2 separate regions of the Sus scrofa genome follow, and region 2 is linked to region 1. The links are chromatin contacts, called in public promoter capture Hi-C maps. All regions are on one chromosome and are shown on one strand. Each heading gives the region's core, a stretch centred on a gene start, on an enhancer-like site or on the middle of the called end of the contact. The rest is flanking DNA. Distances are from core to core; before and after follow the strand shown.

Region 1 (4,471 bases), core at 582-3,081:
AGTACTGTGTCTATAGGAGGCAAGGCCTTTTAGAGACTTCTAGTGGGACAATTCTGCAGTAGTAGTTTTGCTATTGAACAACTGAGTTCAACTCAGCTGAAATTTATTGAATACCTAACAGGAAACAAACGTTATACTAGGCGCTAGGCGTACAAAGATGAACAAGATATAGATCCTATTCCTTAGGGAACGCTCATGCTTGGAAAAGGAGGTGGACATTTCAACAAGGAGATATTAAGTGATGTAGCTCCCAAGGACAGAAACAGCACTAAAGAGAAATGCTGACTCTGAGGATTCAGGGCAGGGAAGAGGAGGTGATGTTTGAGCCAGCTTGAACAAGCAGGTCCTCTAGAAATAGGGGAAATAAGAGGCAGGGCTCTTCTAGGTTAAGCCATGAGCACAAAAAGATACAGAACTGATCATCTGCCCCATAGTTTGGTATGGCTGGGGCCCTGGGTGGCAGGGTGAGGTTTGAATAGTGGACAGATCAATGGAATTGTCATTCCACACAGACTGGCATAAATCTCACCTCTTTTAGGAGAAAGGAAAAGGAAGTTAAATGGCAGGTTTAAAATTACAATGGATTTAAAAGTAAGGGAATGATTGGTTAACCTTCAAGACCAAATTATCTCTTTGAAACACAGGTAATCTGAGTTCAAAGAGTTAACACAGCGTGAAGCCCCTCTTTGGCCCCAGACCCTGAAAAGTTGCTAGGTGACTTTGCGGAAGAGAAACAAATAGAAACCCTTTCCCAATTGAGAAGAAAATTAATGGGAAAAGAGGTGTTTCAGGGACTTAACACATCTGCAGGGTGATTTTCTTCTTCCTTTTTTATACTTTTAACACTATTAACACTTGCAAATAGTAAAAGTAATTATGGAGGTGGTTGGGTTTTGACACTTGGAGAGAAAAACTTGAAAGGAGTGTCTGGTAACAAGCATGAAGTAACTCTAAATATAGGCTGAGAATAGGAAATGTTAAAGAGCTTGGAAACAATTAGAATTTAAAGTCCTACGTTCAGAATTCCAAAGACCTTTTTTCTTTTTTAAATTTGCAATATCCCTTTAAGAGCTATTTGGTCCAATTCATAGCCTGATCCATGACACCAGGGGCCTCTGATTTCACTGAGAAATACAGAAATTTATAGGGGACTGTAAAATGGGGAGAGATTTTTAGTTTTCTAAATTGAGGTTTTTAACTAGGAAACTTCTGAAGGTTTAAGAAACCACAGAGCCGAGCTGTGGGAAGCTGGTTTCTTTTCCGGTCAGAACAAATAAACACACAAACACATATCTAATTCACAAAGTGTTGGAAGAGATAGACCAATGGTCTTTGCAAAGAAGGAAAACAAAAACTCAGCCTTGTGGACAACAGGAGGAAAGTCACATTGGCCAGCAGACAGCACCCTATGCTGGCAGAGGGAGAAATCTGAGCTCCAGCGGCGTCGGGCGGCATTTGCACACAGTCTACCGTTTCAAGTTGCATGTCTCTGGAGTCCTAGCGAAGGCCCCAGCCCGTCTCCCTTCTCAGAGCCCCAAGGATTAATGAGAAGCCCCTGTACTACCCGCTGGACAGGCAGGTGAGTCTGCCCAGATTCAAGGTCAGACCCTCCAGGGCTACTTGGCACCTGGTCCCTGGGAAAGGACCCCAGTGCCTCCTCCAGCTCTGCCACTCACCTCATTTTCCTGCCTTGGGTGCTCCTGGCTGCCTGGTCCCCCCGGCCTGACTTGTCTGCAAGCTCGTCCCGGGTGTGGTGTCAGCGATGCCTTATCTTTGTTCTGAGGTCCCTGTGTGTCTCTGGAATTGGCTGGCATTCTCCATTCAGGTCACGCCTTCCCCTGCCTGCAACAGATCCCCTCTCCCCCTCTCTCTCTCTCTGCCTTTCCCTCCCTCTCTCTCTCTCTCTCTCTCTCTCTCCTCTGACTGGCTTACACACACTCAGAGGAACCTGACAAACAGAATCTGTCTTCTTCCTTAAAAGATCTGCTCCTCCAATTCCCTCCTTCATCCTGTGTGGTTGCTTCCAGACACTGAGGAGAATAACTGAGCACTCAAATAGGTATTGGTATCACGTGTGTGTGTGTGTGTGTGTGTGTGTGTGTGTGTGTGTGTGTGTGTGTGTGGAGAGGGTGGAGAGGAACACCACCAGTCTGATCTCTCCCCAGTTTCCCCTGCCAAATGCCTATAGTTTTCTGCTCTTCTTCAGTACACCAGCAAAAGGAGACCAATTAAACAGGAAGAATCAACTAAGAAGGTTTTTTTTTTTTTGAGAGTTAAGTTTTATTTGGGGGTGAAATTAGGACTTAAGCCCAGGAGACAGCATCTTGGGTACCCCTGAGAAACCACTCCCAAGAAAGTAATTCTAATACCTACACCAGGAAAGAAAAAAGATCCAAATCCCAAAGCTTGTCTGTCTGCAAACAACTACAGGCTTTCCTGTGAACCACTGCTGGCCCTGTGTGTGAGGAAGCAGCCAGTCCTGTAGTTGGCTAGTTGTTCTTTGCCATTAGAAGCAAAGCTTGTGCTGTTTACCAACTCAGAGTGTGCAGAGGCCTGATACAGTCTGCACCCAGAAAGCCCCACATCTGTGGTTGTTGAAAGACCTAGATCTGTATACATGTCTAGACCCAGGGTTTGTGGCGAAAGCAGCATCAGATCTAAGCCAAGCCGAATAAGAAGAAAATTCCTTTCTCCACAACAATGACCACCAGTCCTGAATAGGGAGAGAGATGTCTGGGTGTGAAAAATAGATTTTACTGAGAACCTTTTCTGTGCTAGGCACAGGGCTAGGTACACGTGTCATCTCAATTACTGTCACAGACTTTGAGAGGCCATGCTGTTATTCTCATCTTACAAATGAGAAAACTGAGGCTCAGAGAGGTTATAAAACTTGCCTAGATAATCCAGCCTTTATTACTCCTTACTAGTACCACAGTTAATGGTTAACATTTACTGAGCATCTGTGTCTGTTCTAGGAATGTATTAGCTCCTTTCAATCACCTTTTTTTTTTTTTTCCTGCTTTTTAGGGCTTCATCCACTGCATATGGAAGTTCCCAGGCTAGGGGTCAAATCAGAGCTACAGCTGCCGGCCTACACCCCAGCAACAGCAATGCCAGATCGAGCCATACGTATCTGCAACCTACACCACAGCTCATGGCAACACCAGATCCTTAACCCACTGAGCGAGGCCAGGGATCAAACCCACATCCTCATGGTTCCTAGTTGGGTTCATTAACCACTGAGCCATGAAGGGAACTCCCCTTTTCAATCATCTTTATATTTTGTATAGGTGGGTAGTAGTATTATTCCCATTTTCCAGTTACGGAAACATCCCAAAGCATTTAAGTAATTTATCTGAGGTCGTACAGTTGGACAGTGATTGGGAAGAATTTGAGCCCTTAGCTGCTATATTGAACTGATTCTCACTAACATGTTATAGTGCACATGACATTTCAAATACACACCCTATTCACAGAGCAACTCAATTTGAGGCATTTTTAAAAGAGTATTAAACTACAGTTAGAACTGAGCTATAATCTTTCCTTTCTATACAAGCTAGCTGTGCACTTTGGGCCCAAGAGTTAACATGGCTGATTCTGGTTCCTCATCTGGAAAATGAAGGTTGCTAGGAGACTTAAAGAAGACTATCTTTGTGCTGTTTTAGCTGTTCAGGGTACCCAAGCGAGGGCTCCCACCCATTCTAACCAAGGTGGTAAACGCATGCACTCCCCACCCTCTGATGACGTTGTTTTGGCACATTTTGGGTAACAGTGCCTTGAAATTCTCCTTGCTCCATTTTCTCTATTTTAACACTCTTAAAGGTCAACTTTGCTAAGTTGGGCATTATTAAGAGGCTGTGGTTGATACTGTGAGTACAAGTACATGAGGTGAGAGACCATGTTTGAACCCAGGTACTGTTTTAGCAAAGTACTGCTTTCTGTCTTAAGCAGAAAGGAAAAAATCTTCTTCAAAGTCACATTAAGAAGACTCACAGGCTCCTCAGACATCAAATAACTCTCACACAACAACATTTTAATGACTTAAGTGTAAATGAATCAGAAACACATGGACTACATTTCCCTTGGAATACACAAGGGTTTGAAAACCAAAGGGGAAGGAACTTGGCAAGATGCACATTGCGCCATGCAGAGGGCCCTGCCCACTAAAGACATTCCCTCTGTTAATGCTGCAGCTGAGCTGGCCCTCTCCTAATTTAGGGCACATTCAGTGAAATTCAGTTGTTTGTTCTGGGCACAGAGGGAAGAGCTCGGGAGGGAAAGCCATCAGCTTCCCTTTGTCAAGTGTCATAGAGCAACTGAGCCTCCCAGAATAATTTCCTGGCCATGTTTTTTTTAAGGCTGCCAGTGCTCAATGGGAGGCATTTGAAATATGTTCTGAGCCAAAGTTCTGCCAATATACAGCAGATCCGATATGTGCTTCCCTGGGAGTCAGCCAAGGCTCAGATGGAAT
Region 2 (4,471 bases), core at 741-3,240, 310 kb after region 1:
ATTAAAGCAATGTTCTTTTCTCTAGATAAACGTTCACAAACCATACATTTTAAACTAGTACATTTTAAAGGCTCAGAATTTTATTTATGTATTTAAGCCAGCTTCTTTTCTCCAACTTCTAATACTTTTTTTCCCTTCCATTTTTTATATATTGTTTATTTTACAAATTAGCCTGGTGGTTAGTTGGACATGCCAGCCTGCCTACTCATTAATACTAAATACTTATTTTAGCATATAATTTTTGATTTAATTTTTATTTTATATTTGAGCATAGTTGACTTACAGTGTTGTGTTATTTTCAGGTGTACAGCAAAGAGAGTCAGTTATACATATCCATTCTTTTTCATATTCTCTTCCCATTTAGGCAACATATAATTTTAAGTGTATTTAATGTGTAATTGATGTTTCTGGCAGCCCTTTCCAATCATTATCACTGGATTAAAATTAGAATTCATAGTTATTTGGAATTATTTATGTTTAAAATAACCCAAACTGTCAGGGTTACTATTTAAAGCACAATCTTTATTAGCACAGGGAATTTTAAACAGTGTGTGTGAAATTTGGAATGCCTATCTCAAATAACTTGACTGAAATCACAGCTGAAGTTAATCTGGTATTATTGAACAGAAAGATTTACTCAATAAGAAACCAAAAATCTTGTTTTTCATAATTTCACCATAATTTTATTTTGTATTTACAGTCTTCAATTCCTAATGCAAGGGTCTTACTGAGGATTGGGGGGGAAGGAGAGATGGGGTTTGGAGGAGAGGAATTGGAGGTCTTATATGGACAACAATAATTAATAAAGCTAACAGGATGTGAAAGTCTTCCAGAAGAAATTCTTGCAGCCAGCTTTGCGTTCTCGGGGTGCCATGGCCGGGTTTGAGTTAGCTGATCTCTGCAGCTCCAGCCTCATTTCATCCTGCTCAGCAGCCTGGGACAAATCTTCAGGCTCCAGGGCATCGTTCTCTGTCTGGTTGGGTTCAGAGAGCAGCTCCGCCAAGAAGTACTTGGCCAGTTCCTGTGTGGAATGGGAGGGGGAGGGGGATGAGAATGAGGATAGTGAAAAAGAAATGGAAAAGCTTGGTTTAAAAAACAGATTTAATCACATCCAACCCCCAATTTTCTATGTGCACTTTGTGTAATGCTTAAAATAGGTTAAGGATATAAAAACAGGGCTGTTGTTATAATTTACCAAGTTACACAAGGAAGCTTTAAAAACTCAAATGTTTCTGCAAGGTTTTAGTGTCTACAGGTTTAGAACTCACACATAGAAAGAAATAGAACATCATTAGTTAGCAAAGGTAAAATATATGCCAACATTTTATTTAACTCAATTTCCATATCATGAGCTACAAAATAGAATTGTTCTTACCATTTTTACTAAATCAACTGTGGGAAACAAGACTTTTCACAGTCGTAAACATATTGTGTTCTAGCTGTTGTGCCCTTCAGCCCCCAGCCCTGCTGCATGGGTGGGAGGTACTGCTTAGGAAGCTTCAGAGGTCCGCGCTTTCAGCACCTGGGTCAGCACCTCCCATGGTCAGCACCGCGGATAGATGCCATCATCCCCTCGAGCTCAGTTCCCCAGATCTTAGAATTTTCTTGAAAGCCAAAGAACTCACCTGAACTGTGACCTACTGCGCTGATCAAAGAGGGAAAAAACAAAGAGGTAAAAAGGAATTCTGGACTTTGAAAGTTTTCCTGAGAGATTTGGTGCCTAAGGGACCCAGAAAAGCACCGATACTCTTTGGGACCACCTCCTAAGTCCACCCAAGGGAGGAGGGGCAAGGCTAAGGTAAGGTTAGGGGATTCGCGAGAGGGGAAAGAAGGCGTCGAGGGAGTCTCCTTACCTGCTTCCCAGCGGCAGCAGCCAGGGACTTCTGCAGAAACTGACGGAGTCGGGGATCCGAGGGCGCGCCAGTGACACCGCCCAGAGCCAGGACGATGGAGAGCGCGGCCAGCGCGCACTGGAGGCGGCAGGACAGCATCTCGGCAGCGGCCAGAGAAGCCGAGCTAGAGCGCGGTTGGTCAAACTCTAGGAGTCGATTTGCAGGCAGCAGCGACGGCTCTGAACCTCGCGACTCCTGAAGCGGCTTGTGCGCTCGCCACCGTCTCCCCCTTTTTAAACTCTCTCTCTGACGTCAGACTAGGAGGCGCCCCCAGATCTCACCAGCGCTTTTACGCACCATTACCCTCGTGAAATCAATCACCGAAGTGAGAGGAGGCTCTACACAATCAAAAGTAGCTTATTAAGAAATAAATAAATCCTGCACACAGGCCCACACAATTCCCCCACGTGCCACACCATCTACACAATCTTTTTATATTCACTCAGTGCTATGCACATACACATTCCATAATTTCACTCACACATGTGCACACCAGTTACACACACACTCAAACATTCAGCCCCTGGAGAGTCAGATATACCACCACACTAGCTGTGTACACATAAATGTACCCACACGAATCTATACATCATTATACTCAGACATTTTAAGAATACCAAATGCAGAAACATATGAGTGTGATAAGCATTCCTGTAAGAACACAACTGAGAATGGAATGTGGATTCGAGAAGGACCGAATCATTTCCTTCTCATTGACTCTTTTTTTTTAATTACTCAATGAATTTTATTATATTTATAGTCGTATAATGATCATCACAACCCCATTCATCGACTCTTGAAAAGTCTTGTAGATTAAAGACGTCTTGGGACTCTAAAAGAACTTCACTTTTCCTTATAATGAAGGTGAAATTACCTTAGGCACTCCTGCCTCACTCTTTCTCAGCAGCTGAGACACTTCTACTCTACTGCCTTCCTACTCTGACCAAAAAAAAAAAAAAAAAAAGCAAAAGGGAAAAAAAAAGTAAGATTGACTTCATTTTGGTTCTAGAAACTTGAAACTGGAAAGAAATCTCAGAAACCATCTACTAAACCTCAGAGTTTGAGTCACTGAACCTAGAAAGAGGCAGCGAAGTTCTCTAGTTCACACATTTCACAGCTGGAGCAAGCACTAGATCTCCACATTCCAAGGCTAGGGTTCTTTTCACTCAACTCTAAGTTTTCTAACAGATTCCTGGCCAATAGCAGCAGTTTTAGGTCAGAGACTCCCACTTTGGACATAACAAATTCTGCAACCCCCTGAACATAAGTGACCATTATTGTATGTCTCTGTGTGGGAAAAGCATCAACAGACTCTCAGATCCACTACTCCCCTACTCCCCACACACATAAAAAAGAAGTTTGAGAAATGCTGTTCTGGAATTTTGGTTGTGGTCTGGTTGTATGTTTTCTGTCCTGGTCAGAGTTCTGTTTCTTTTTTTGTCCCCCCCCCCAAAAAATAATTTCTTATCCAGGAAGGGCCAGCTATATGTCCTTTCATGGACCAGATGATCACTGCAGATGCTTCAAGGGCTGATATTTTATAAGCTTCAAGCTTGTAAGAGCTGAAAAAAAAAATTACTGTATCTTTAGACACCAAGTGAAGCAGAGAACTTGCCCAATCACCAGCCAGGCATCATGTATTCTCAAAAATACTTAAACAAGAGACTACAGTGTTAAGAGGCAGGAGGGATTGGGAAGTATCCTGAATAGCTCGAATAATTGTCACCTTTTTCTTTTGTGTCCTTAACCCAGAAAAATGAGAGAATGCAAAGCAAGCAGTGCTAAAACTTCCAGGGCTTGATGAGTCCAAGCAAGGCTAAGCACCGGTAGGGCTTTAAAAAATTGTTCACATATGTTGCAATAGTCTGGGAGAGCAATGACTCTGGGACTGTAGAACACAACCTTAGGAAATAGCATATTTTCTCTCTATTTCCTGGAACCCTCCTTGGCCTGTAGCTGGGGATTCAGAGTCTAGTTCTATCAACCCAACTGTCCCAAGGCACTCCAAAATTATCTCACATCTCCTCCACTCAGGACTTGCTCTTGGTGGCCCCACTGAGTAAGGGAAAGAGAATTTCTCTAAAACAGGAGCAAGACAGAGAACAAGAAGTAGCCCCTCCATCTGGCTCTAAGCTCTGGATCTACCCACCCCACTCACACTCTTCCTTCCCACATCCTTATCCCCTCCCTCCTCTTTCTCTTTTCCCTAGCCCCCTATGAATCTCCTTATTCAATCCCTCTTTTGCCTTCCCTCTCCTCTCCCTGTACTCATTCCTCTCTTTTATTCTTCCTTCCCCTAATCCTTCCTGACTTCAGTCTGATTCATTCTAGTTTTTCCCCTCTCCTCCCTCCCTCCCATTCTGCCTAGCCAGTATCTATGCCAATCTCTGCTTCTCATCTCTTCCTGTTTAAGCCCCTCCTCCTTCACTTCTTCCTTCACAGCTGCTTCTCAAAAAAAAAAAAAACAAAACAAACAAAAACAAAAAACAAAAACAAAAACAAAAACCAATCTTTAGCTCTTTAAGTACCTACTTAGGAATGGTAAAGTCAGGGTGTCTTCCCTTATATTTCTGCTGAAG

What was found. Promoter capture Hi-C pulls out the DNA fragments that hold promoters and counts their contacts.
Region 2: a contact with region 1 is called in a promoter capture Hi-C map of fetal skeletal muscle, with 5 times the contacts expected there. The contact joins the promoter of SST here to the promoter of MASP1 in region 1. A contact is called at or near these places in 2 of 5 promoter capture datasets (fetal liver and fetal skeletal muscle) and 1 of 47 Hi-C or Micro-C datasets (embryonic fibroblasts).

The regions. Positions count from the first base shown.
Region 1 is chr13:125,026,408-125,030,878 of Sscrofa11.1, forward strand. MASP1 (mannan binding lectin serine peptidase 1) reads right to left here and starts at 1,832. Exons shown (of 11, transcript NM_001184947.1): 1 at 1,677-1,832. The coding sequence starts at 1,681. LOC110256383 (a long non-coding RNA gene) reads left to right here. Exons shown (of 2, transcript XR_002337795.1): 1 at 1-1,579.
Region 2 is chr13:125,336,752-125,341,222 of Sscrofa11.1, forward strand. SST (somatostatin) reads right to left here and starts at 1,991. Exons shown (of 2, transcript NM_001009583.1): 1 at 1,854-1,991; 2 at 809-1,021. The coding sequence starts at 1,991. The coding sequence ends at 809.